7 separate regions of the Mus musculus genome follow, and all the other regions are linked to region 1. Evidence: chromatin contacts called from public HiCAR-type, HiChIP or PLAC-seq and promoter capture Hi-C data. All regions are on one chromosome and are shown on one strand. The core of a region is the stretch at or near the end of the contact, and the rest is flanking DNA. Distances in the headings are between cores, read along the strand shown. Region 1 holds the start of Cyp1b1 (cytochrome P450, family 1, subfamily b, polypeptide 1). Region 2 holds the start of Heatr5b (HEAT repeat containing 5B). Region 3 holds the start of Eif2ak2 (eukaryotic translation initiation factor 2-alpha kinase 2). Region 4 holds the start of Cebpzos (CCAAT/enhancer binding protein (C/EBP), zeta, opposite strand). Region 5 holds the start of Ndufaf7 (NADH:ubiquinone oxidoreductase complex assembly factor 7). Region 6 overlaps Prkd3 (protein kinase D3). Region 7 holds the start of Prkd3 (protein kinase D3).

Region 1 (3,174 bases), core at 433-2,932:
ATCGTCGCCAGGGGCCCCAGACGCTTTCTTTTCGGCAGAGAGGATGAAGGCGTCCGTCATGTCTCGAGGAGCAGCCCCGGGCACCAGGCTTTCGCGGTGCCTCAGGAACTTGTCCAGAACGAAGTTGCTGAAGTTGCGGTTGAGCTGCTCGAACTTGCGGAAGGTGGTGCGCACCGGGTTGGGAAATAGCTGCAGCCAGGGCAGCACATCCACCAGGCTGCCCGCACCCACTGTGCGCCCGAACTCCTCATTGTGGCTGAGCAGCTCTAGGAACTCCGCATCGTCGTGGTTGTACCGACAGCCGAAGCACACAGCGCTCATGACGTTGGCCACCGCCACAATGACCGGCTGCGTTGGATCGAGGAAGGCGCCGCCCGCACAGCGCCGCACCAGCACTGCCACCAATTCTCGAGCCTCTGCCAGCGCGTGGCCCTCGAGAAGACCGCGACTGCGCGGGTGGCGCGTGGAGAAAGCACGCATCGTGCTATAGGCCGAGCGTCGCTGCGTCTTCCAGTGCTCAGAGTAGTGACCGAACGCCAGACTGCGGCCACCAGACACCACACGGAAAGAGGCGAAGGGCGGCCGGTCCGCGAAGATGCTGCCCTGCTGCACCAGGGCCTGGTGGATGGCACTCTCTCCATTCAGCACCACCACGGGACAGCTGCCCAGACGGATCTGGAAAACGTCGCCATAGCGCCTTGCAAGGCGAGCGAAGTACAAGTGCGACGCCTGGCCAACAGCCGCCGCGTTTCCGATCAGTGGCCAAGGAAAGGGACCTGGGGGCGAGGACCACGGTTTCCGTTGCCACTGTCGCAGCAGCCACTGGCCTAAGTGCACGGCGGCCAGGACGGAGAAGAGTAGCAGAAGAGTGGTCTGCTGGGTAGACAGCGAGCTCAGCTGCTGTGGACTGTCTGCACTAAGGCTGGTGGCCATGCTGGGGACACAAAGGCAAACCGTGAAACTCAGGTGTGCAAAGGAAAAAAAGAGTGCCCTCCGTCCCGCGTCTCGGCCCCAGCATGGGGCTTTACCCTGGGATTGAGTAGAGAGGAGGCAGTGCATAATTCAGGTAAAGGCTAGCTTTCTGGGCAAGATGCTTAAAACTATGTTTCCTACCCAACTCAGCCTCCAGCAGAGACCTATCGGCTTCCAAATCCCCAGCTGCCTAACGGTTCCCAGAATTCCGACACAATGCCGGTGGGTGGCAGACACTGAGGCAGGTTTCTTTTAAAGTACCTAATACCCCCACCCCTGACCTTCAAGAACTGCCCTGAAGAGACCTCAGGAAAGTGGCTCCGCGGACAGACTGACCTGCGATGAAGCGTGGTTTCCAGCGGTGTAGAGCAGCGGGATCTGGGAGAAGCTCTGGAGCCTCTGCCCAGATTCTGGCAAGGCTTCAACCTGAGAGTCCCCAGGGACCCCGAGACCTAGACACCTGAGGCCCGCTGCTTTAGCACCTACTCTTGACTCAATCAGAGCCTAAACTTAGATTAGGATGGAGGACAGGGACAAAAGTGTCTCAAGTTTGCACCTGGGACCCCGCAAAGTCAGGGCTTTCTCACGGAGTTGGGGTTGCAGTTGAGAAGGGTCGGGGGTGGGAGTTGATAAAGTGGAGTTAAATCCCAGCCCGCTGGCAGTTTTCAAGCTGGCGTCGCAGAGGTGTCTGCAACGCACCCCAGAGGCGATGCGCCATCCCTCTACTCCGGGGTTTTAAGGACTGGGTAGAGACTGGAGGAAGCGGGACCTTAGGGGGTGGGGCGTGAGGGGCGGGACGCACTGCGAAAATCCACAGATCTGTGAGTTGGGTCTCACATCCGTGCTTAGTGACCCAGGGTGGTCCAGTGGGAAATCCGCGCCTCTGGCTGGGACCCTCCTGAAACAATAGCTGGCAGCTTTGTTAGGATCCGCCTTGTAAAGTTTTCCTTTGGCGACAAGGGCTTGTCGTCAGTCATCCTCCCCACCCCCCACCCCCCAGTCAAGACCCCCACGCTTTCCTCAGAACCGAGCTTGGGACAGAATTTCCAACGCCTCTGCGCGCTGGAGCAAAGCTCAACCAGGAGCACGCCCTCCTCCTCCAGGTGACTCGAGTTTGGTGCCTTGCTCATGATCCTTAGGCACCGAGCCAGGAAAAGAAACTTGCTATTTTAATATCAGGACAGCTTGGTTTGCCTTGCATTTATCTTTATCTTAAGGTTTTACAAAGCATTTGGCCCCACGGCCGCGGCCCTTTGTGTGCACAGATCTCTACCTCTGAGATTTGGAAACCTTTAAAGTTCTCCCGCCCCAAGGCGTGCACCATCCTTCTGCACACAAAGCTCTCAGAAGGCAAGGCTTCCCGCGTTGAAACGACAGGAACTCTGCCACCTGCTGGACACGCGTGACAGCTCAGGTCGCCCCAGGCAGTGATCCAAGCTTGGGCACCAGAGACAGTCCTGGAGCGCCAGACCCGAGAGGGGGCGGTGAGTGGGAGGAGGAGGCGGCTCTGTACGCCAACAAACGGTTGGGTTGAAAAGTTTCTGCTGTCGCCTCCCCCTTGCGTGCGGAGCTGTGCCTTGCGTGCGCCGCTTCTGGGAAGTCGGCTCCAGTCATCTCCCTGGGCGCTGCTCGCGGCCGCCCCTCCCGCGTTTCTCACGACACCTGACACGCCGAGGCGGCGGCCAAGGGCGGGGTGCCTGCCGCCACCACCCTTGGCGGCGCACGCACAGCTGCCGCCCGCAGGGCCTGCCCTGAGGATGCTCGATCGCAGCCAACTGGTCGACCCCCACTCACTCAGCTTGTTTCCCAAACTAGCTTCGGGGACGCTTTCTTCAAAGAGAAAGCCAAGGATGTCAAAAGGCCTGGGAAGCAACTGCTCTTGTTTATGGTCAATGCAAGGTATCGTGCAAAACACCTGAGAGAACAAGGTTTCTGTTAGGCTCTGGAAAAGGCAACCCAAGAAAGAGGTAGACTGCTTCTAATAAAGGAAGAATTGTAGCCCCAGGTCATTGGTGTGATCTCTGGATAACCCGTTCCCAGCGTTGTGTTATTGTCTCATTTACAAATAAAGAGATTCAGAGAGATTATGAGACTATTATCTGAATCACAATGTTCTCTATAGGTGAAGACAGGATTTAAACTCACAAAGTTCCACTCCAAATCCCTCATACGGGTCTATTAAAAGCACCCTTAAGAGGATCA
Region 2 (3,174 bases), core at 260-2,759, 880 kb before region 1:
TGTTTTAATCCAGTCACACTGCGCTGCCTAGACAGATATGAAGCATGCAACAAGCAGGACGTAGACAAGGTTTGGGTTTTATTGCTGACTAAGAGAAGGATAAGGTAGAAATTCCCATAGTATAACATCCTCCAATTCCTTAGATGAAAGACTCATAACATTTTCAAAACACAATGCCTTCAATTTTCTTTATATCAACCTATGGTGAGGTGGGCAATGCTTACCTTGTTGGCAGCAACTAGGACTTTATCAAGAAATCTCAACCATTCAAAGATGAACACGGGTCTCTTTGCCTCCGTGATCTGAGCCAAAGCTTCCTCATTTAGCAATAAACTGTGAGCTAGCTCCATTATTGATGTTCTTAATTCACACCTTAAATGAACAGATTCGTTTTTTAAAAAAAGAGTAAAATATATTCTAAGGAATTTTTAATTTATGTGTAGGAGTGTTTTGCCCAAATGTATGTATACACATACATACATACATACATACACACACACACACACACACACACACACACACACACACACACATATATATATATACAGGGTGTTGGCTCCCCCTAGAACTGGAGTTACAGATGGTTGTGAGTCATCTTGTGGGCGCTGGAAATCAAACCCAGGTCCTTGTCAAAAGCAACAAGTATTCTTAATCACGGATTCCTTTCTCCAGCCCTTACATGTAAGGATTTCTTAAATATTAAATGTCAAGTTTCATAAATGCAACCACTAAGCTAGGGAAAGAAAGCGTGGTTTCATTTCTCATTAGAGAACTAACTTTGAAAGGACAATGATTTAAAAGAAAGAAAGAAAGAAAGAAAGAAAGAAAGAAAGAAAGAAAGAAAGAAAGAAAGAAAGAAAGAAAGAAAGAAAGAAAGAAAGAAAGAAAGAAAGAAAGAAAGAAAAAACTGGCGATAAGAATGGAATGAAAGGAAAATGTAAATACTGCAAAAAAGGCACTATTCCGGGGCGGTTGTTTCCCTGTTAGAACACAGGCTATTAACTCATTCTACCCTGAGAACCCCGAAGCACCGAGCTCAGGCGTCTGGGGAGCTTTCTCCGCCACCCGTCCCTCGCCACCGGGACCCAGAAGAGTGACCGTAGGGTTCTGATCGGCGGAGGCGGGCCCCACGGGGACACTGCGGCAGGGGCGCCCGGGACAACCCCTCGCCCCGGGAATGCAGTGCTCCGGGTCTGGATGCACCGGGCCGCTCCGAAGACCCCGACAACTGAGAGTCTGCTGGAAACGCAAACCGGGGTCCCCGGGCCGCCCTGGGATGTCAGCCTCCCGTCGTAGGAGTCCTCGAGCTGTCAACCCCGAGGCTGAGGATCCCCGGCCTCAAAACTCGAATTCCCTCCTCAGCCCTCGGAAAATGTCCTGGGACCCAGGGATGTCACAGCCTGCAGGCTCTGACAGCGCGCGAGACCGCCTCACCTCCTGGTCTAGTCCGAGCCGAGCAGCCAAGCTCCGCTCTGCCGAGGGACCCGGATGCCCCGCCTCCCAAACTCCGGCCCTCAGGAAGCCGGGAGACGACGCATGCGCGAGACACAGGTCCTGCGGACCGGCCCGCCCCCACGTCCTCTTAGCCCCGCCCACCCCAAGTTTCGAAGCGAATCGGCTGTCGGGGACGAGTGGGATGTTTGTGGGTCCTGCGCCAATTGCACGGCGCATGCGCAGCGCGACCTCCGCGGAGCTGGTTCCGGGCAGTAAAGCTCCGGCTTCAGGGTGTGCGGGCGCTCAGGAGAATGACAGAGGTCGGTGCAAGTTGGCTGTGACTGCCTATCACAGCGTCAGCTACGCCCCATCCGTAAGTGGTCGTTTTGGTGGGAGGGTGCAGGAGGGAGGAGAGCGGGAGGGAAGAAAGAGCCTGCGATGCCCGAGGCACCCACAGGAGAGTTAGCCCAGCTCTGTGTGTTCTGTAGCTCTGCTTCAAACTCGGTGCTCAATACTGAAATACGCTAGCAGCACCTATAATCGTCCTGTTGAGAAAGTGGTTGCTCCATTATTTCGGAACAGGCAAAGCGCTTCACCTAAACTTGCTCTGGCTCTTTGACACACACCACCTCCAACCATCAACAGATGCTGCGTGATTTACCCCCTCAGACCCAGAATCCTGACCACTTCGCTGTTGTGACTCTTAAGTGAGGGGTCAGGCCACCAGCATCCCTACCTGGGTTATCTATCGACTTGTGGAGTTTATTCTTATATTTGAAGGAAGTGGATAATGCTAGTGTATGTTGTCCTCATAGGAGGGGAACCTTCACATTTTAAGACCCAATTCCTTATTCTTTTCTCTCTCTCTCTTTTTCTTTCTTTCCTTCTTCCTTCCTTTTTTTTTTTTTTAAGATTTATTTATTATATAGCGTTCTGCCTGCATGTATGCCTACAGGCCCAAAGAGGGCACCAGATTTCATTATAAATAGTTATAAAGCCACCATGTAATTGAACTCAGGACCTCTAGAAGAGCAGACAGTTCTTTTAACCTCTGAGCCATCTCTCCAGCCCCCTTATTCCACTTCCTAACATAATGTCCTCACTATTGGTAATTAACTTCCTCAAACCGTATCATTTAATGAATCTACAGTGCCCCCAGCTGTGAAGTTTCAGTGTGATTTTATGTGAAAATTATATGTAAAAGATGGAATAACTATAAAAGGCAGAGCTTTAAAAGTAACATGTAATCCCTTGTACTTTTGTAAGTGTGTGTGTGTGTATTTTTACACAGGTAGATCATACTGTCCTCGAACTGCTGGGTGCTGAAATCACACCAGAGGGCCACCATGTCTGTGGAGTTAAATGCTTCCCTTAAAAATAATCTAGTTTGAATTAGAGATTTAGCTCAGTTATAAAGCACATTCCTTGCTTGTATGAGGCCCTGGATTCAACACCCATCTCAGCAATTACAACCTCGTTCCGTTTCAGGAACAAGATCACCAAGACTTGTATTCTTTGTGGTTGTGAACCAATTATTTAGCCACATTGAGCCTCAGTTTTCCCTGCTGGAAAGTGGAACTAATACTTCTTATCTACTGGGCTGCTCCTAAGCTAGGTGAGTACTAGGAGACTGCAGGTCAGTCTGATTCATCTCGGGCTTGACTAATCTTCTAAGAGGCGCACTTAGTTGGCTCACTCATTTGTGCCTCGGATCCTCCCACGTGGCCATCTCTACAGAGC
Region 3 (3,174 bases), core at 461-2,960, 830 kb before region 1:
AAGATTTATTTACTTTTTATGAATGTGAGTACAGTGTCTGTTACTCTCTTCAGACACACCACAAGAGGGCATCCGTCCCATTACAGATGGTTGGGACCCACCATGTGGTTGCTGGGAACTGGACTCAGATCTTCTGGAAGAGTGGTCAGCGCTCTTAACCGCTGAGCCATCTCTTCAGCCCCCAATAAATTCTTTTTAAAAATCAATATAACAGTTGTAACTGAAAAAGGAATGAAGGTACCAGAACTATAATAAGGGCTTGGTACAAATGAATGAATAAGTCCACTGGGGAATGAATGGCTAGGTACGGTCCAATCCATGCTCCCAGGAGTTGGAACCCTTTGTCTAGGGAGCAATTTTATTCACCTCTCAGGATGGGCTGGCCTTCTGTGATGCTGCAGGGGCAACTAGAATCACTCCACCTCACCACTGTATTGACAGGTGGGATTCCTATAAAGGAATCAGGATGCTTACCAGGAAGCTGCTCTCAGCTCTCAGTCGCTCACCCAAAGAGCAGCCCATCACATGCACCAACAAATGCCACCTGCTTGTCTCACCTATATCCTGAAGACCCTGATCTTTCTCCTTCCTGAAGACTGTAGGACCCCAGAAGGCTGAGCCCCTCCAGTCGCTGCTTCCCATACAACATGCATTCAGCTAGTATATGATATATAAAGGAGCAAGCTGCACACAGTGTTTGGGTCCCTCCAGGGCCGCAGGGCAAGCTGAAAAACAAGCACACACTCTGCCCTGAGAGTGTCTTTAACTCCAGGGGGCAAGGCACGGTTAGTACTAAAGGTGCAACAGGGAATCCCGTTTCTCTAGAATTCAAGGTTATTTATGAATTACCATCCACTTAACATACATGGAACGAGCACCTGTCAGGGATCAGGTGCTAGGCTTATACAAGCCAATGAAAACTGCTCTTGGGATCTTACTGGTAGAAGGAAAAAGACTAATTCTAGTACTAAGTACTAGTTGGAAGATTGAGAAAAATATGGGGCAGGGGACGGGGGGCGCTGGCTATGAGGGCAGAGTGGAGTTTCTAGCTTAGGGAAGGTAATTCATATCATTGGCTCTGTGAAAAGGACTGGATAGACAGATCTGCCCAGGAAGTCACTTGGGGGTGGGGTGAGGTGGAAAGGGCTTTCCAGGAAGTAGAAACAGGCAGCATGAAGGCAGGAGTTGGAGGGTATTTGGCTGTGGCCCAGAACCACCAAGTAAGTCTGAAAGTGGTGGGCACTGGGCGGGGGAGTTGGGAGAAGAAGGGGGAAGGGGAGGGGGAGGCGCGGGGGGGGGGGTTGCCTGACCATAGCGGCTGGTGGAGGATGGAGCAGGACCCGCTTGTCACAAAGGACAGCTAATTGGAATGCCATGACTGTGCAGCACAAAGTCTTGGCGCAGAATTCAGTCTCTGGGTCATTCAGGCTTCTAGAGTTCCCTCCAGAGTTTTAAGTCATTGGGCTTGTCATTTTCCTTCTGGGTCCCTTTTCCTGCAACCGCTATCCAGGAGTGGGAAAATAGCCCTCAGGTCTTACCAAAGTTTCTGGATCCGGACAGTGGCTCGCTCCCTGGAGCAGGATTCGAATTGTACTTCAGGTGCAGGCTCTGAAATCTATTCGCCCTCCGTTCCCTGCCGCTGCTGCTGCCCATGGAAGTCCGGGCCTGGCCGGTTCTCTTCTGTTTCGTTTTCCCGGCGGACTCCGCCTTCCCACACTGCTCTGGGCCCCTCCCGCACCGGCTCGCACCCGCGAGAAGTCAGGTAGGCGTGTCGCCTCTGTACCCCAGCGCGGGAGCCAAGGTCCGGGCCCGCCTCCCCTCTCCTGTGCAACTGCAGTAACTGCCAGCTTCTCCAGGTTTCGGACACTTCCTGGCTTCCATTCTGGGAAAGCTCTGCAGGAAGAAGAAGGAGAAACCCAAGCCTCCTGCTCCTGGATCAATGATCACAATCTACTTTTCAAAACAAACTTTGAGGAAGCAACTGGGCACATGGATGCTACCGAATTCCGATGTGCAGTGGGAGATACTGAGTAACTCGCCTCTCAGAGGGTCCAGCCAAGCTATGTCTGTGACAATTGAAGTCCAGGTTTGTAAACGTTAGTCTCCTTCCCCTTTCACACTGCCATGCCAAGGAGGACATAGCCATCTTGACAACATTGGCCAGAGGGTTGAAGAATTCTCTCTTAAATCTATTTGTCCAGCCCTCAGCAGTTACCTGCTAGCCCCTTGTTGCATATCACTCACCAGGCCAGGCCCCTGTTAAGATCCACCTGCTCCCAGAAAGGCCACAAGGAATGTTTTATCACAAGGCCAACACCAGCAGTCCCTGCTTAATAAGGAACCTTGCCTGAGCTGGAGAGATGGCTCAGCAGGTAAAAGCACTGACTGCTCTTCCAGAGGTCCTGAGTTCAATTCCCAGCAACCACATGGTGGCTCACAACCATCTGTAATGGGATCCGATGCCCTCTTCTGGTGTGTCTGAAGACAGCTATAGTGAACTCGTATACGGGTTAAAACAAAATTAAAAAAAAAAAAAGAAAAGAAAAGCAATCCTACCTTCCTGTAAGACTGTAACACACTCCCATAATGGAACTTGCTGGCCCAGGACTTGAGGGTTTAGCTTGTGGCACACTGCCCAGTGACACATCTTCATGCCTGCACTCTGAGCTGAGCACCATCCCTATGAGGAGAACTCAGGAGCTAGAATTAGAACCGGGAAATTGTACTCCCAACATGGCAACTGGTGAGAGATGGAAAAGTCCCAAGACAGAGCCCCCAATTTCACAGTCAACATTGCTGTGCCCACTCCTTTCTTCTTCCTTTCCTGTAAGGTAGGAGAACAACAGCCTAACTTTTCTTGTAGCGTGGATCCTGGGTGTAATTTGAGGTCTCTAATGTGAAAAGCCCGTGACCAGATCAGCCTCGATAAACTCCCGCTCCCTACTATAGCACCTTAAATGAACACCCGACTACCTAGGGAGAAGCTGACAGCGAGATCTCTGCAGACATTTCTCTACTGAACATTCACAATGGATGCCATTCTGCTCACTCTACCTATTCCATTCTAGGTGGTTTACTCTTGGCATTTCCAAAGACCCATGATCACCATAATTTCTTCGGGGTCTTGGAACATCTAGCTGAAGTGTTAGCCACTGAAAGGGGTGCCTCTGGATC
Region 4 (3,174 bases), core at 452-2,951, 800 kb before region 1:
TCTCTCTTTTACCTGCCATTAATGGGGTATCAACCAAAGGAGATATATTGATGGTGGACAAAGAAAATGGGCTTAACATATATTTTATTGCGCCATATAAGTTCCTTGATTTAGTTGTGTCTTCTAAGGACACTAAATACATCATTTTTGGATGACATTGCATTTGTCAAAAAGACCACTAATAAAAATGGCTAGTTGAGCCATGTCTTTGTCATTGCGTTATTGCTCTTAAGAGACACCACAACCAAGGCAATTCATAAAGAAAAAGGACTTAATTGAGAGCTGACCTACAGTTTCAGAGGTAATTTACTGTCTACTTGGTGGAGCTGGAGAAGTCGCTGAGAGCTCTACAGTCTGATCCATAGGCAAAGAGAAAGACTGGGTCTGGTGTGGACTTTTGAAACCTCAAATCACACCCCCAGTGACACACTTCCTTCAACAAGGCCACACCTTGCACCTTGTTGAATCCTTATAATCTTTTTGACACTTGTACTCCCTGGTGTAACTTTAATTTTTCCAAATCCCATTTAAAAAAAAATATTTATTATTATATGTAAGTACACTGTAGCTGTCTTCAGATGCACCAGAAGAGGGCGTCAGATCTCATTATGGTTTTGAGCCACCATGTGGTTGCTGGGATTTGAACTCAGGACCTTCAGAAGAGCAGTCGGTGCTCTTAACCACTGAGCCATCTCTCCAGCCCTCAAATTCCATTTTTAATGATGGTTTTTAAACACTTTAACCTTCCTTGTAACCCACCACTCACCAGAGGTAGTGGGAAAGAAAGGATACGGGGGGGGGGGGGGAAGTGGAACTGTTTAGAAAGGTTCTTTGGAGCAACTCCCTTCTGTGTTGTCTGGAAATCAGTTCAGTTCACAGGTTAGCAGGCAGCGGTAGTTGGATCCACTGGCAAACACCTCATGGATACAGTTCTGTAGAGTCAGGTTAGCAACAGCAGTGACATGTCCAGATGTTCGAATCAACAGTCGGAACCAACAGGAACAGGGAATCGAAGATGCAAGATCCATAAGTGTTGCACAGTTAGCTGTACCAGTGAGCCAAGTCAAGCCAAGCCAAGCTAAGCTAAGCCAAGCCAAGCCACTCCCCCTCCCCCAATTTCCATTATGTTTACCTTGAACGTTTTGTTGGGCAGCATTCATAGCTTCCTGTGTTTGCTTGTTTGAGACAGGGTTTCTCCGTGCAGCCCTGGCTGTGGATCTCTGAGGACAGACTGCATTTTAATAAAAGTGGATATAGTCTGACATTCCAGGCTTTGTCATGCACGTGGTCCCTCTTTAGGCATTCCTATGCCCCATCTCCTATCTTTCCTTCCCTTAGGTCAGCCCTCTTCTTGACTATTGGGCAGCACCTAGGCACAGCGCTTCTCACCTTTAATGTGTAAAGGAATTGTCTAGGAACCTGGCTAAAGGGCAAATCCCAATTTAGGGTCCCACTTTTCTGGCCACTCTCTGGCGATGGGTTGTTCCCGTTCTGATACATTTTGGGTTTAGAGTGGGAGAGACGATCCATGTGCAGAGTTTGGAGATGGTGTCCTGGGTTCAAATGTGAATTCTTTTACTTGGGTGTGACCGCGGGCAGGATAACCTTGCCTAAACGATACCAGCTTCCCACAGCTAGTTAGGTCAGGTTCCTCTGTGGGGCGTGGCTAAAGCTGGGGGCGTGGCGCTAAGACCGTGCGCTTGCGCAGTCGGGTTGCGGAGGCCTCAGGTAAGGACCGGGCAGTGTTTCTTGTCCTCTGTTCCCCAATGTGTGGCGCGTGGGGTCTGTGACATTCTTGGGTGTGGGGAACACTCGAGCGAGCCCGCCCCGCAGGCGCAGGAGCGCGAGCGTTTCCGGGTCGCCGAGCCGCGACGCATGCTGGGACCAGGACCCCGGGTAAGGCTGGGTGCTCGCTGTTGGATCCTTGCAGGGCAGCAGCCCCCGGTCGCAGCGCCGCCTTTCCTCCCTCGGGCCTACACTGGAGCACACGCAGGGTTGCTTCTCCTGCGCTGCAGCCCCAGGCGCTCCTGTGCAACAAGGCTCCGTGGTCTTTGGTCTCCCTGAGCCATCTTGTCTGGACAGTGTGTCTCTGGTGACAAACGTGCTTTATTATTAAGTAGACAAGTCCCGAAGCGCAGGGCTTTGGAATGTGGCACGTCCATCAGTTTTTAAGAAATTAAGTGTTTTATTAATATCATTATTTGGACTGTTTGATATCTTAGCATCACTCTCTTCCAATCAAAAAAGATTTCGCTCAGATCCCGTAAGTTGTGGAACAGGATGCAGGCAGGTGTGCCCTGTCCTCGCCCTGAAACCTTAAAACCGCCCTTGAGAACTTAGAACTGAGCGGGACCGTCAGTGATTTAGCAGAGTACTGGGAAATCGAGGAACACAGCTGTCCCTTCTGCCTCCTCCCCAGTTTTTTATTTGCTTCGTTTTAAAAATGAGAATAATACAGTTTTTTTTTTTTCTGGTCCCTGAGTAATTCCCATTACTAAAGTGAAAAACGAACGTTGGAGGAGGGACACATGGTAACAGAGTCCAAGGCGAATCCTGATAGTGTTTAATTATTTTCATGCTTAGATACCATGAAAGGGACGTAAAAGCAGGGGAAAGGACTGGCTGATCCTGAACATTAAAGAACAGCCTGTCTCAGCATTGAGCAGTGGGAAAATATCAGAATATTAGATCAAAAGCTTAGTAGTTTGGGGTTATAGGGAGTTAGTTATAAAGCCTGAGCTACCTTTTGCATATTTAGCAAGACAAAACCTTATTTACTGGATAACGGTTCTTCAAAGACACCTTCTTTTGACTGTTGGAAACTGAGCCTACTACTCATGCTAATAGCTTGCATGCTCCCGTTCTCGGTTTGTCTCTGCGTACAGGGGGGAAGACTTCAGTTACTCGAAGCTTTGCCATGGACTGGGTCACCACCAGTCAACTTCTCCCCCATGGGCCAGGGCTTTGTATAAAACCTGGAGTGACTTCACGGGGGGGGGGGGGATTACTGGGGTGCCTGCCACCCTAGTCTTGCTGAATCAGGATCTGGGGACTGGGAAGTGGTCTGAAGGCTTAGGAACGCACGCTGCTTTGGGGATGGTGCATTGAAGTGTTCCAACACTGAGACTGCCTTAGAGCCAAGACTGGTTTGCTACCGTCTGGTTTCATATCCGT
Region 5 (3,174 bases), core at 312-2,811, 780 kb before region 1:
ACTTCGTGCTCATACAGCTTCTGGGCCAGGGCTTTGTACTTGGACACGACATCTGGAGGCTGCAGCTCCAAGGAATACTCACCGCTGTACTCCATGTCGTACCACTTGCCTCCAGGCCTGAGTAACATTGTTTGTCTCTCTAGAAATTCAAACACATCGGGTTGTTTATCTTTCTTTGCTTTGGAGACGGGACAGCTCTCAGGACGCTGTTCTGGTACAGTCTTATTTTTCACCTTCTTTTCCGATGTCTTTTTTCCTTCTGTTGCTTTTTGTTTTTTATTCTCCACCTTCAGTAGTTTTGCTTCTTTTTTGCTGGTGTTTTCCTTTTTCTCTGGTTCATCTTCTTCAATCAAAGACTTTGAGTATTTGGCCAAATTCAGATTCTGAATAAATGACTCCAGTTCACCTTGTTGAAGGTCGTCAATGGTTCCCTTTTTGCCCCCATCCACCACTTCCTCATTTTCATCCAAAGTAGCCAGCATAAGGTAATCTTGCTGTAGAAACACATTAAAAAAAAAAAAAAAAGGCCGTATTACAAACCCAGAAATTCAGTAAGAACTTCATTTTTAAAAACCATCACATATGAATTATTACACTATTATCTGGCAAACTCACAGATATCCAACAGGAAAATGTGCCAAAGATAGGTACACAATAGGGAAAAGGCTTTTGAAGAACCTTCTTCAAGATATGAAAAGATTCTCAAGCTGACAGTCACAAAATCCAGTGAAAATCGCAATGATCTAGGCACTCGTAATGCATCAGGTGAGCAAGGTTAAAGGTTTATCTGAGTGGGCAGGGGATGGCTCAGTGGGTCAAGTCTATGCCAAGGAGCCTGGTGATTTAGGTCCGATCCTCGGAAGTCACATAAAAGAGAGAATCGATTCCAAAGTTGTCCTCTGACTTCCACACGAGTGTACCAACAAACATACAACACTCCTTCCAATAATAGAAAGTACTTTATGAGGTAGTGTAGGGAGGAAGAGGCACTTTCATAAAAGGCTAATGTAAACTGGCAGGTTCTTTTAGCGACTTCAATCCAACCTTTTAACCTAGCAGATGTAGATTACACATACGGTCGTGTTCAAAACATTTGCCCACGTGGTTAGAATCCGATCGCCTACATTTTAACGAGGCATAAACCCAGGAGAAAACATGCAAGCCGAACTGTTTTTTTTCCCACTGAAGCGCGGTAACAGTAAATGCGTGGGAAGCTCTCAGAGCAGGTCGGAGGCTGGGCTGCGGGTCCCACCTTCCCGGCAGCCGTGAGCATCCCCTTCCCCAGAGCCTGCGGCCCTTACCTTTGTGCCTCCGAGGCGTAACACCTCCTCCAGGGAGAAGCCATTCTTGCCCTCATCGCCATCCTCCTCGTCTTCCTCATCCGGATCTTCTGTCACCTGTTTGGGACGCCAGGGCTGCTTGGCAAGGAACGCCACAGGTTCCTGGTCGGCCGACATGGCGGGCTGGACACGCGAGTGCAGCCCGGAGCTTACTTCCGCTTTACGGTGACGCACTTCCTATTGCGAGGGCGATTCAGGAAATACCGTTTAAACCCCGCCTCCGGGGCGGAGCCTGGCCTCGGGGTGTAGGAATGAATGCTTTGGTGAGACGCTGCGTGGCCCGCGCGGGTGAGAGTCCCCTTGCAGGATCCTGTTTCCATGGAAACCGTATGGCGCGGCTCCTTGGTCCCTCCGTTGCTCACCTGGGGCTGGAGCAGGAAGCTGGTCCACAGAGAGGCTTAGCTGTGTGGAGGGGCTTGTAGTCATGGGTTCGGTGCATGCCTTGCCTCCATCGGGTCCTGACGTTGGGGCGAAGTTAGTGATGAACGAGGCATCCTTACAAGCTTTAGGCTGCTTGCTGCGCGTGTAAATGAAATGGAGATATCTAATGCGGGCGGTGCTTAATCGTGCTTTTCAGGCCTTCCCTGTATTTGGAGAGGGAAATGCTACAGCTCCGGGAATGAGCCGGCAGAAAGCAACCAGGTGACACCGATGCTGCGGCATCTTATGTACAAAATAAAGTCTACAGGTCCCATCACTGTGGCCGAGTACATGAAGGAGGTTTTGACTAACCCAGCCAAGGTAAACGTAGGGGGAGCGTGAACCACCCAGTGTGTGTACACAGAGGAGCCCGAAGGCCTCTAGAGCCATCAGGTGTTGAGCCACCGCCGAAGTCCTTGGAATATAGTCTTATCTGTCATTTGCGTTAAAGGGCAGTGCCAAAAAAGAGGTCATGACAAATTCCTGCGGAGTTTAGGTGACAGAATGTAATTTAATTTTCCTGAGTTAAAGGAATGCTGATTTTCTAACCGGGGTTGTGGATTTCTGCTGTTTGTATAAGGGAAACGCTGTATGTATGAGGTTGACCTTGAACTTGCAGCATCTTCTTATTTACCCTCCTGAGTGCTGGGATTCTAGGTGGTCTTCACCTGCCTGGCTAAAAGAAAGCTTTGAGTCTTTCTTGAAGGTTAAGCATTATGGTAAAACTTGGGATATGAAGTTAAGACAAAGTCTTCTCCCCAGATAATTAAGCCTTGTAAGAAACGTAATTGTTGTCTTATTTAAAAAAAAAAAAAAGCACTGGATTTAGTTTTGGGTTGGGAGTCTTTGGAGAGAGAAGTCAGTGAAGACACTGTTTGAATAGACTGAATGGATGCCAGGGAGAACTAAAATGAGAAGAAAGTGAGACTTTGCATTGGTATGGAAGAGTGGGAGAGGGCAAGGAGTAGAGAGATGATCTTGTCTGCAGCCCTTCTACTTGAGTAATTGCTGTTTGGTGAGTTTTGCAAAATGACTACTACTATGTAAAATTTAGGTAAAGACTCTGTCCTTATCTTGGTTACTTCAGAAGAGAGAACTTTCTTGGTAAATACTTACTTCACTGTAAGCATTCCATAAAATTTTGGTGGAGCACTTTTGAAAGCTTTATTTGAAAATTAATCTTTTCCATTTCTCCTCTTTTACTCAGGGATATTATGTGCATCAGGATATGCTAGGAGAAAAAGGAGACTTTATTACTTCACCTGAAATAAGCCAAATCTTCGGGGAGGTAATAACCAACATGTAGACCTTAAAAGAAATGTTATAGATACTGAGGGCAGAGCAAGCGATGCTCATGTGTAATAGTGTTTTATGGTGTGTGTGTGTGTGAGTCATCAAATATTTAAAACTTAGA
Region 6 (3,174 bases), core at 394-2,893, 720 kb before region 1:
ACCTAGATAATATGTGTGTATGTATCTACATGTATATGTATATACATGCACACACACACACACACACACACACACACACACATATATATATATATATATATATCTCAGAAAGATTAGAATGTCGCCAAGCCACTGCAACACAGCTGTAGTAGAGAGAATGGGGAAAGAAAACAACACAGAATGACAACTCTGTCCTAGAAAACAAAAGACACAGCTGGGGTTTTCATCCGCTATGACAGAACTGAAAATTACAACCAACTCATGTCTACAGAGACAATGGATCCATTCATTCAGACAGACCAAATCACCCCTCAAGTACACTGAATATTTGGTCTTCAGATCTAGTATTTAAATGATCAAAACTAAAGCCAAGTATTTTAAATCACCTAAAAACAGACAGAATTTCAATTTTACTAAATGCCATTATAACTCAAATGAATTGCTTTCTACCAACTTCCTTTCTCATTCCAATTACATCTAGTTTTTTCATTCAACAAACTAATAGCAAGAGTAGCTTTAGAGGGTATTTTTTAAGCCTCTTATCAATATGAAATCAAGTAAACATGGGAGCTAACATCCACTAGGTAGTCATCACATACCAGACACTGTGAATAAACTCTCCCAGTTTAAATAAACACGTCAGAACTAAAATTAAAAAAATATGTATGTATATATGGTTTTGTTGACATACGGCAACTAAATGCTGCAACTTTGATGTTCACTAAAGTTTTAAAACATCTATAGAACCAAGGATCTTTCTAAATTTAGAGTCTTTGAAGCCACAGGTATGTTTTCTGAGCATTATGGCCCAGGACTGCACTAAGAACTTTCTTTTTAATCACAACAACTCTTTATAAAGGTTTATCATAGGCTTGTAATGTGACGCTCAGCTGGTCTGGCTGACACACTTCGCCTGGCTCAGCCCCACTTCTACTGCTGCCAGACTGCATTCTAAGGTCTGACTGTCTTCCGGGTCCCACGACTTCCCTGGGGCTTCCTGCAAACACACCTTCTCTTCAGTATATACATCCCTAGAAGGTAGAAATCACACTCGTGTTCATTTTGCTTTGTAAACTATGAATCACTAGGAATCTAGGAGTTTGAGGGCAGCTCGGTGGTAGAGTACACGCTTAGCACGCACAAGGCCCTGGGTTCAATCGCCAGCGCCCCATATATACACATGTTCTTACACAGAAGAAGGAAAATGCCCACTATTTGCATGACCTTGTTTTTAGTATAAAAGCAAATAAAATGTGTTCTGTACTAAATGTTTACTGAGAGTAAGGTATTTCTGAGGAAAGACACGAAGAAGCTAGCACTGACCTCAATGTAATACGTTGGAAGACTTTCAAAGCTTAAAAAAAAAAAAGGAAGCTAAGTTTTGGCTTATGCTAACAACAACAACAAAAGAAACTCCACCTCACCCCACCCTCAGGATGTGTCATGAACCTGGATGAAATTCAAAAAGTGACCTCTTTTGGTCATATCTAAGTTTTAAACAAAACTCAACTAAAAATGATTTACTAGCTAAAGGGATTTCTTGGGAGAAAAAAAAAATCTTGCTGTTGATGCTGATATAGTCTGTCAGCGTTTAAGCAGGTTTGTGCTTAGCACAGTCTGTGAATCGCTTGTACTTCATGAGATTCAACCACACTCTTCAGTATGCCGCCAGAAACTATTCTGTCTTTACTCCAGTTGCACACACAGTTCCTAGTCTGTAGTCCTTTAAAAACTCGACCTTAACCATGTTCTGCTGTGCTTGTTTATGAATTTATTGAATCACCCTGTGAAATGTGTCATCTGCCCCAGTGTTTAGTGTGGTCAGTGTGTTTCTCCCCAACATGTGAGCCCTTTGTAGGGGGAGGGCACTGATCTTATCACACTTGCTGTGTTTTCCACGTTGCTTTTTGTCTTATTATTTTTATAGCTGACATTATGGTTTGCTGACCTAAGAGTGAGTTATCCTGGCACAGAGCACTCAGCCAGCTCCGTTTTATATTCATGCTCCTTTGACCCCAGTTTGCACATTTAACTTACTCCCTCTGGAGCTTACTGGGTAGAGGTCAGCATTAAGTCCCACCTGCACTTAAAACAGGTTTTCCAATGTCAATTTATGGGAAGACGATTCCCTTCAAAAGGTTTTCCTTTTTTCTTTTCTTCTTCTTCTTCTTCTTTTTTTTTTTTGCGTGACTCCTTTGCAGCACATACCTAAAATAAATGTCTCCCAGACTCCCTAACTCCTGCTTCAGTAGCACCAAACACCAATAGCTGCATCTCCCTTTCTATTTTTCAGATTTTTGAAATTAATGCTCTTGACGACTTTAGAACAACATCAGATAAATTTCTAACGAACAATGTCGAGGGGGGACCCAAAAAACAAAAGAAAAAACAACAAATAACACACAGGAAAAAAAATAAGATCTTTAACTTAAATAAAAATTATATACTATTTGTCCCTTTTAAAGATAAATCATTCATATTACCTTTAAAAAGACACTTTAAAATATTTTTTAACAATTTACTTTTTAATGGGCATTGATTGGTGTTTTGCCTGCATGTATTTCTGTGTGAGTGTCAGATCCCTTGGAATTGGAGTTACAGACAGTTGTGAGCTTCCATGTGGGTGCTGGGAATTGAACTGGGTCCTCTGAAAAAGCAGCCAGTGTTCTTAACCACTGAGCCATCTTTCCAGACCTAAAAATATTTTTTTTTAAAGTTTAAAATTTTATTATACTTGAGATAATTATCACTAAGTCCTATTCTTTTCTAAAAAGATTTTTAAAGATTCATTATTACTTTATTTGTTGTACGTGTGTCTGAGTGTATGTATAGTGTTTGAGTGTATGTGCAGGTATATAGTGTTTAAGTGTGTGTGAATGTATGAAGTGCTTGAATGAGTGTGTGTGTGTGTGTGTGTGTACATTATATGTGTGCTGGTCTGTGAAGAAACCAGGAGAGGGTGTCAGATTTCCCAGAGCTAGAAATATTGGGAAATAATCTCTAGTTCTTTGGGAGAGCAGCAAATACTCTCAACTGATATACCATTTCTCTATCCCCCTTTCCTCTATTATTATTTTATCTTATGTATATGGATGTTTTACTTGCATGTCTGTCTGTCTATGTTCCACATGTGTGCCTGGTGTTCTTGGAGATCAGAATAGGATATTGGATCCC
Region 7 (3,174 bases), core at 269-2,768, 690 kb before region 1:
TGAGGGGTAGGGCATCAGAATGTATGAAACTGCCAAACACATTTAAGAAAAATTCTTTTAGTCTTAACAGTCCTGAAATGTGAACTGCCCTGGCTTATCAAAGATGCCTCCAAACCCATATTCTCAGGCCCATGACATTTATAAACCTATCCTATGAAGCAAAACCTATTGTAACGGTTCCCGTGAGACGTTTTAAAAATAATATATTTGCAAAAACTTGAAACAACTTTCTGGCTAAACTGCTGTTTTATCCCACCCCAGATTATAACTGGGAGAGGAAATGTTCTTCTAGAGCAAATGTTACTCAGAACTGAGTCTGGCAACTTCAGGGATGCTTTCTTGAAGCAAATCCGTAGGCTTGTCTACCCGCCTGGCATTAAAAGTTTAAACTCCAGCTGAACAAAATCAAAACTGCTAAAACTGCAACATCAGGTACAGAGTAAAAGTAACTTTTTAGTGTAATAACGTTTTTCTAGGACATGGATGAAAGTATCTCAAACTGTTGCTTCATTTGTGCCTACAGGTTTTAAAGGCCCTGTCCTACAAAGTAGTACTTCATGTTGAAACTTATCCTCTTTAATCAAAGATGACACCGATAGTCATATTTCCTGTGGGGACGGGCGTGGTTGAAGGGACAGTTACATCCATGCCATCAATCTGTGTACGGAAAAGTCTGCAGGTCGCCTGTAGCCTGATTTATATTCGTGCTTGCTGACAGCACGGCCTATACTTCTGATTTCGACGATGTGAACTAAAATACCCGACACGCAATCAAGTAATGTCGTGTGTGCTCATTATTATTATTATTATTATTACTATTTTATTGCTCCACACTCGCGGATGTTTCAACTCAGGGCGAAGCTCCCCCAGGGAATGAGAACGACTTGGAGCGAGGCTGCAACAGGCAAGCCTAAAGGCAGTCAGGAAACTGGGGTCACTATCCTCCAAACCCCGGATACTCGCCCCTTCCAGCCCCAGGACCAGGAAAAGTGCAGCAAAGAACCGGGAAGGCTCACTGCACCGTGCCGCCGGCGGCAGGATTAGTTGGCGGGGCTCGGGAGAAAGCGGGTCCCCGAGGGCCAGGGCGCGGTGGGTCACCAGCAGCAGCCGCGCGACTCCAACTTGGCCTCGGCGCGGACCGCGGAACTTGGCCGCGCCGGCGCCCCCGGCCGCCCGCGGAGCACCGCCCCGACTTCCCGCCCAGCCGCGGCCGCCGCCCAGCCCCGCGCGGGTCCGAGTCCCGCCGCCGTCGCCGCGGCCGCCGCATGCGGTGGGGGAGGGGCCGCGCCACCTCAGCCCGACGGGTCGGGAGAACAAAGCGGCAGCGGCGGCGGCGGCGCGAACTTTTTTCGGTGTCTGCTCCGCGCTCCCTCCAGCGACTACTTACAGAGGCGGGCTCGGCTGTTCTGGAGAAAGTCGGCGCGCGCCAGCGTCCGCGTCCCGGAGCAGGAGCCAGCGAGGCTTCACGCGCCTCGCACGAACCCGCCCGCCCGCGCCCCTTCCTCCTGCCCTCCCTCCCGTCCCGTCTCGAGGCCGGAGGGCGGGGGGCCGGGGCGCGCGGGCGGGGGCGCGCGGCCCGCGCGGGGCCTGCCGGGAGCTGTAGTTCCCCGCCGCGCGCGGTTGGTGGGTCTGGCTCCGAGGGGGCGCGCGGAGGCTCTGCAAACCCGCAGAGGTCCCCACCGGGCGCTCGGAGCGCGGGCTTGAGCGCGACTGGAAGGACGCGCTGTACTCGAACCTCTCACTTTGCTGTCCCCCTAGGCGGGCGCTGGCAGTCGGTGACAAGAGGTGACCACCTGAACGCAGCGTCCAGAGTGGAGGACCCTCCTTTCCAAAGTTGTCCCTTTCGGCGTTCCCGGGGGCAGCTGTCACCCAACACCCAGAGCTACACAGACACAGTCCTTCACCGGCGCCACAGCAAAACTTGGAGACGCCGCTTGCACGTGCCTGTGTTTCCTCTTGTGCACCTTAACACTGGTGCGTTGCCCTCTCTACCAAAAGAGCGGTCGACAGTCATGGAACCTCAGAGAGAAGAAGCCCTGTGTGTTAAATTATAAATAGTTGATGAAAGAGAAACATCTGCGCGGTACAGTCACTGACACAAAAACTAGATAGTTCTTCCACGTCGACGTTTTATATCTTCAAAGTAAAATATATTGTCATAAAGGCCACTCGTCTGGATGCAGAAAGCGGGGTGGGGGGCAGCTTTTGAGAACATAGGGGAGAATTAATCTGGGTACAGAATCTGTAATATTAATGGATAGTCCTGGATTTGAAATAAGTGAGACCTCTCCCTGCCCCCCCAGGGATAGAAATGGGAGACCGAACCCACTCACAAGGTCACTGAAGAGCTAAAGCACTGACCATACTACTAGCTGCAGCCTCGTCTCCTAGGGAGTGAGGCTTTTAAAACAAAACTGTGTATAATCTTTTTCTACAGGGAGCGTTAAGGGGTGGGAGGACATTTCGGACATTTCTCTGGAATCGGAAACTGCCAACATCCACTAAAATCTAAATCTGATTACATCTTTGTTCTTAAAGTCTTACCCAGACACCACTCACACTAATGCAGGCAACCCTAACTAAACAAAAAAGGTGTCAAAGGAAAGGGCCCAGTTCAGAAGGGGCTCAATTGAGTAGGGTATGGGTTGTGAATATGATCAAAATGGTGGTGGTGGAGGGCAGGGAGCGAGGGAGGGAGGAGAGGGAGAGAGACAGAGACTCTTTAAATATATTTTGTGATTCTTTTACTTTAAGATTAAAAGCAGATTCATTCCAGTGTACCCTCTTCTTAAGCGTTCCCTTGCCTAACTGCTCTCTTCTTTCTTTCTTTCTTTCTTTCTTTCTTTCTTTCTTTCTTTCTTTCTTTCTTTCTTTCTTTCTTTCTTTCTTTCTTTCTTTCTTTCTTTCTTTCTTTCTTTCTTTCTTTCTTTCTCTCTTTCTCTCTTTCTCTCTTTCTCTCTTTCTCTCTTTCTCTCTTTCTCTCTTTCTTTCTTTCTTTCTCTCTTTCTCTCTTCTTCACAATAGATGTTTTGGCCCAGCCAGGAATATCTTCTCTCAGCAAGACTCGCAGGATCTCATCAGAGCAATTTGCATTCAGTTTGAACCAACTCTAGACTTCCATTTTCTGCTGTGGCCCTTAAGAAACAGTTACTTTTCATAGGTGTAACTTTCTCA

Evidence for each region. HiCAR-type assays count read pairs that join an accessible place to other places. HiChIP or PLAC-seq counts read pairs in DNA pulled down with a chosen protein or histone mark. Capture Hi-C pulls out chosen DNA fragments and counts their contacts.
Region 2: a contact with region 1 is called in a promoter capture Hi-C map of adipose tissue, with 6 times the contacts expected there. The contact joins the promoter of Heatr5b here to the promoter of Cyp1b1 in region 1. A contact is called at or near these places in 2 of 39 promoter capture datasets (hippocampal neurons and liver), 1 of 484 Hi-C or Micro-C datasets (embryonic stem cells), 3 of 115 datasets of contacts at active chromatin or transcription factors (astrocytes, bone marrow-derived macrophages and embryonic stem cells) and 2 of 9 other capture datasets (adipose tissue and embryonic stem cells).
Region 3: a FOXA1 HiChIP or PLAC-seq map of pancreatic cancer cells shows a contact between it and region 1. The contact joins the promoter of Eif2ak2 here to the promoter of Cyp1b1 in region 1. A contact is called at or near these places in 3 of 39 promoter capture datasets (liver and pre-B cells), 1 of 484 Hi-C or Micro-C datasets (CD4 T cells) and 7 of 115 datasets of contacts at active chromatin or transcription factors (astrocytes, bone marrow-derived dendritic cells, embryonic stem cells and 4 more).
Region 4: an H3K4me3 HiChIP or PLAC-seq map of forebrain shows a contact between it and region 1, with 5 times the contacts expected there. The contact joins the promoter of Cebpzos here to the promoter of Cyp1b1 in region 1. A contact is called at or near these places in 2 of 39 promoter capture datasets (liver and pre-B cells), 5 of 115 datasets of contacts at active chromatin or transcription factors (bone marrow-derived macrophages, embryonic hindbrain, embryonic stem cells and 1 more) and 3 of 9 other capture datasets (adipose tissue, liver and macrophages).
Region 5: a contact with region 1 is called in a HiCAR-type map of astrocytes, with 3 times the contacts expected there. The contact joins the promoter of Ndufaf7 here to the promoter of Cyp1b1 in region 1. A contact is called at or near these places in 6 of 39 promoter capture datasets (the 3T3-L1 cell line, cranial neural crest, frontonasal cranial neural crest and 2 more), 9 of 115 datasets of contacts at active chromatin or transcription factors (astrocytes, bone marrow-derived macrophages, embryonic forebrain and 4 more) and 1 of 9 other capture datasets (adipose tissue).
Region 6: a contact with region 1 is called in an H3K4me3 HiChIP or PLAC-seq map of bone marrow-derived macrophages, with 5 times the contacts expected there. The contact joins the enhancer-like site here to the promoter of Cyp1b1 in region 1. A contact is called at or near these places in 8 of 39 promoter capture datasets (the 3T3-L1 cell line, cranial neural crest, frontonasal cranial neural crest and 4 more), 3 of 115 datasets of contacts at active chromatin or transcription factors (astrocytes, bone marrow-derived macrophages and stem cell-derived neural progenitor cells) and 1 of 9 other capture datasets (macrophages).
Region 7: a contact with region 1 is called in a HiCAR-type map of astrocytes, with 3 times the contacts expected there. The contact joins the promoter of Prkd3 here to the promoter of Cyp1b1 in region 1. A contact is called at or near these places in 8 of 39 promoter capture datasets (the C10 cell line, cranial neural crest, embryonic stem cells and 4 more), 2 of 484 Hi-C or Micro-C datasets (bone marrow-derived macrophages and embryonic stem cells), 7 of 115 datasets of contacts at active chromatin or transcription factors (astrocytes, bone marrow-derived macrophages, embryonic basal ganglia and 3 more) and 3 of 9 other capture datasets (adipose tissue, liver and macrophages).

Annotation. Positions count from the first base shown.
Region 1 is chr17:79,713,379-79,716,552 of GRCm38.p6, forward strand. Cyp1b1 (cytochrome P450, family 1, subfamily b, polypeptide 1) reads right to left here and starts at 1,683. Exons shown (of 3, transcript NM_009994.2): 1 at 1,309-1,683; 2 at 1-934. The coding sequence starts at 933. RefSeq lists promoters at 1,550-3,174, 1,556-2,754 and enhancers at 2,486-2,754, 2,517-2,547, 2,538-2,567, 2,680-2,708.
Region 2 is chr17:78,833,872-78,837,045 of GRCm38.p6, forward strand. Heatr5b (HEAT repeat containing 5B) reads right to left here and starts at 1,510. Exons shown (of 36, transcript NM_001081179.1): 1 at 1,435-1,510; 2 at 225-372. The coding sequence starts at 350. It overlaps Gpatch11 (G patch domain containing 11), which reads left to right and starts at 1,645. Exons shown (of 10, transcript NM_181649.6): 1 at 1,645-1,807; 2 at 2,923-3,049.
Region 3 is chr17:78,880,862-78,884,035 of GRCm38.p6, forward strand. Eif2ak2 (eukaryotic translation initiation factor 2-alpha kinase 2) reads right to left here and starts at 1,711. Exons shown (of 16, transcript NM_011163.4): 1 at 1,539-1,711. It overlaps Gm26637, which reads left to right and starts at 1,023. Exons shown (of 2, transcript XR_876974.2): 1 at 1,023-1,220.
Region 4 is chr17:78,914,798-78,917,971 of GRCm38.p6, forward strand. Cebpzos (CCAAT/enhancer binding protein (C/EBP), zeta, opposite strand) reads left to right here and starts at 1,702. Exons shown (of 5, transcript NM_001177403.1): 1 at 1,702-1,896.
Region 5 is chr17:78,935,574-78,938,747 of GRCm38.p6, forward strand. Ndufaf7 (NADH:ubiquinone oxidoreductase complex assembly factor 7) reads left to right here and starts at 1,562. Exons shown (of 10, transcript NM_028611.3): 1 at 1,562-1,628; 2 at 1,918-2,081; 3 at 2,968-3,048. The coding sequence starts at 1,592. It overlaps Cebpz (CCAAT/enhancer binding protein zeta), which reads right to left and starts at 1,497. Exons shown (of 16, transcript NM_001024806.2): 1 at 1,302-1,497; 2 at 1-494. The coding sequence starts at 1,457.
Region 6 is chr17:78,993,643-78,996,816 of GRCm38.p6, forward strand. All of the region lies in intron 2 of Prkd3 (protein kinase D3), which reads right to left. The region is part of intron 5 of Gm41622 (a long non-coding RNA gene); the gene reads left to right. Among named protein-coding and RNA genes, the nearest start is that of Gm41622, 11 kb to the left of the region's middle. Within about 2 kb of position 1,644, at least 79 of the 459 cell types and tissues checked have an H3K27ac peak or open chromatin away from gene starts, as enhancers often do. A contact at or near this core is called in bone marrow-derived macrophages and liver, where this site is marked.
Region 7 is chr17:79,019,298-79,022,471 of GRCm38.p6, forward strand. It overlaps Prkd3 (protein kinase D3), which reads right to left and starts at 1,519. Exons shown (of 19, transcript NM_001171004.1): 1 at 1,388-1,519.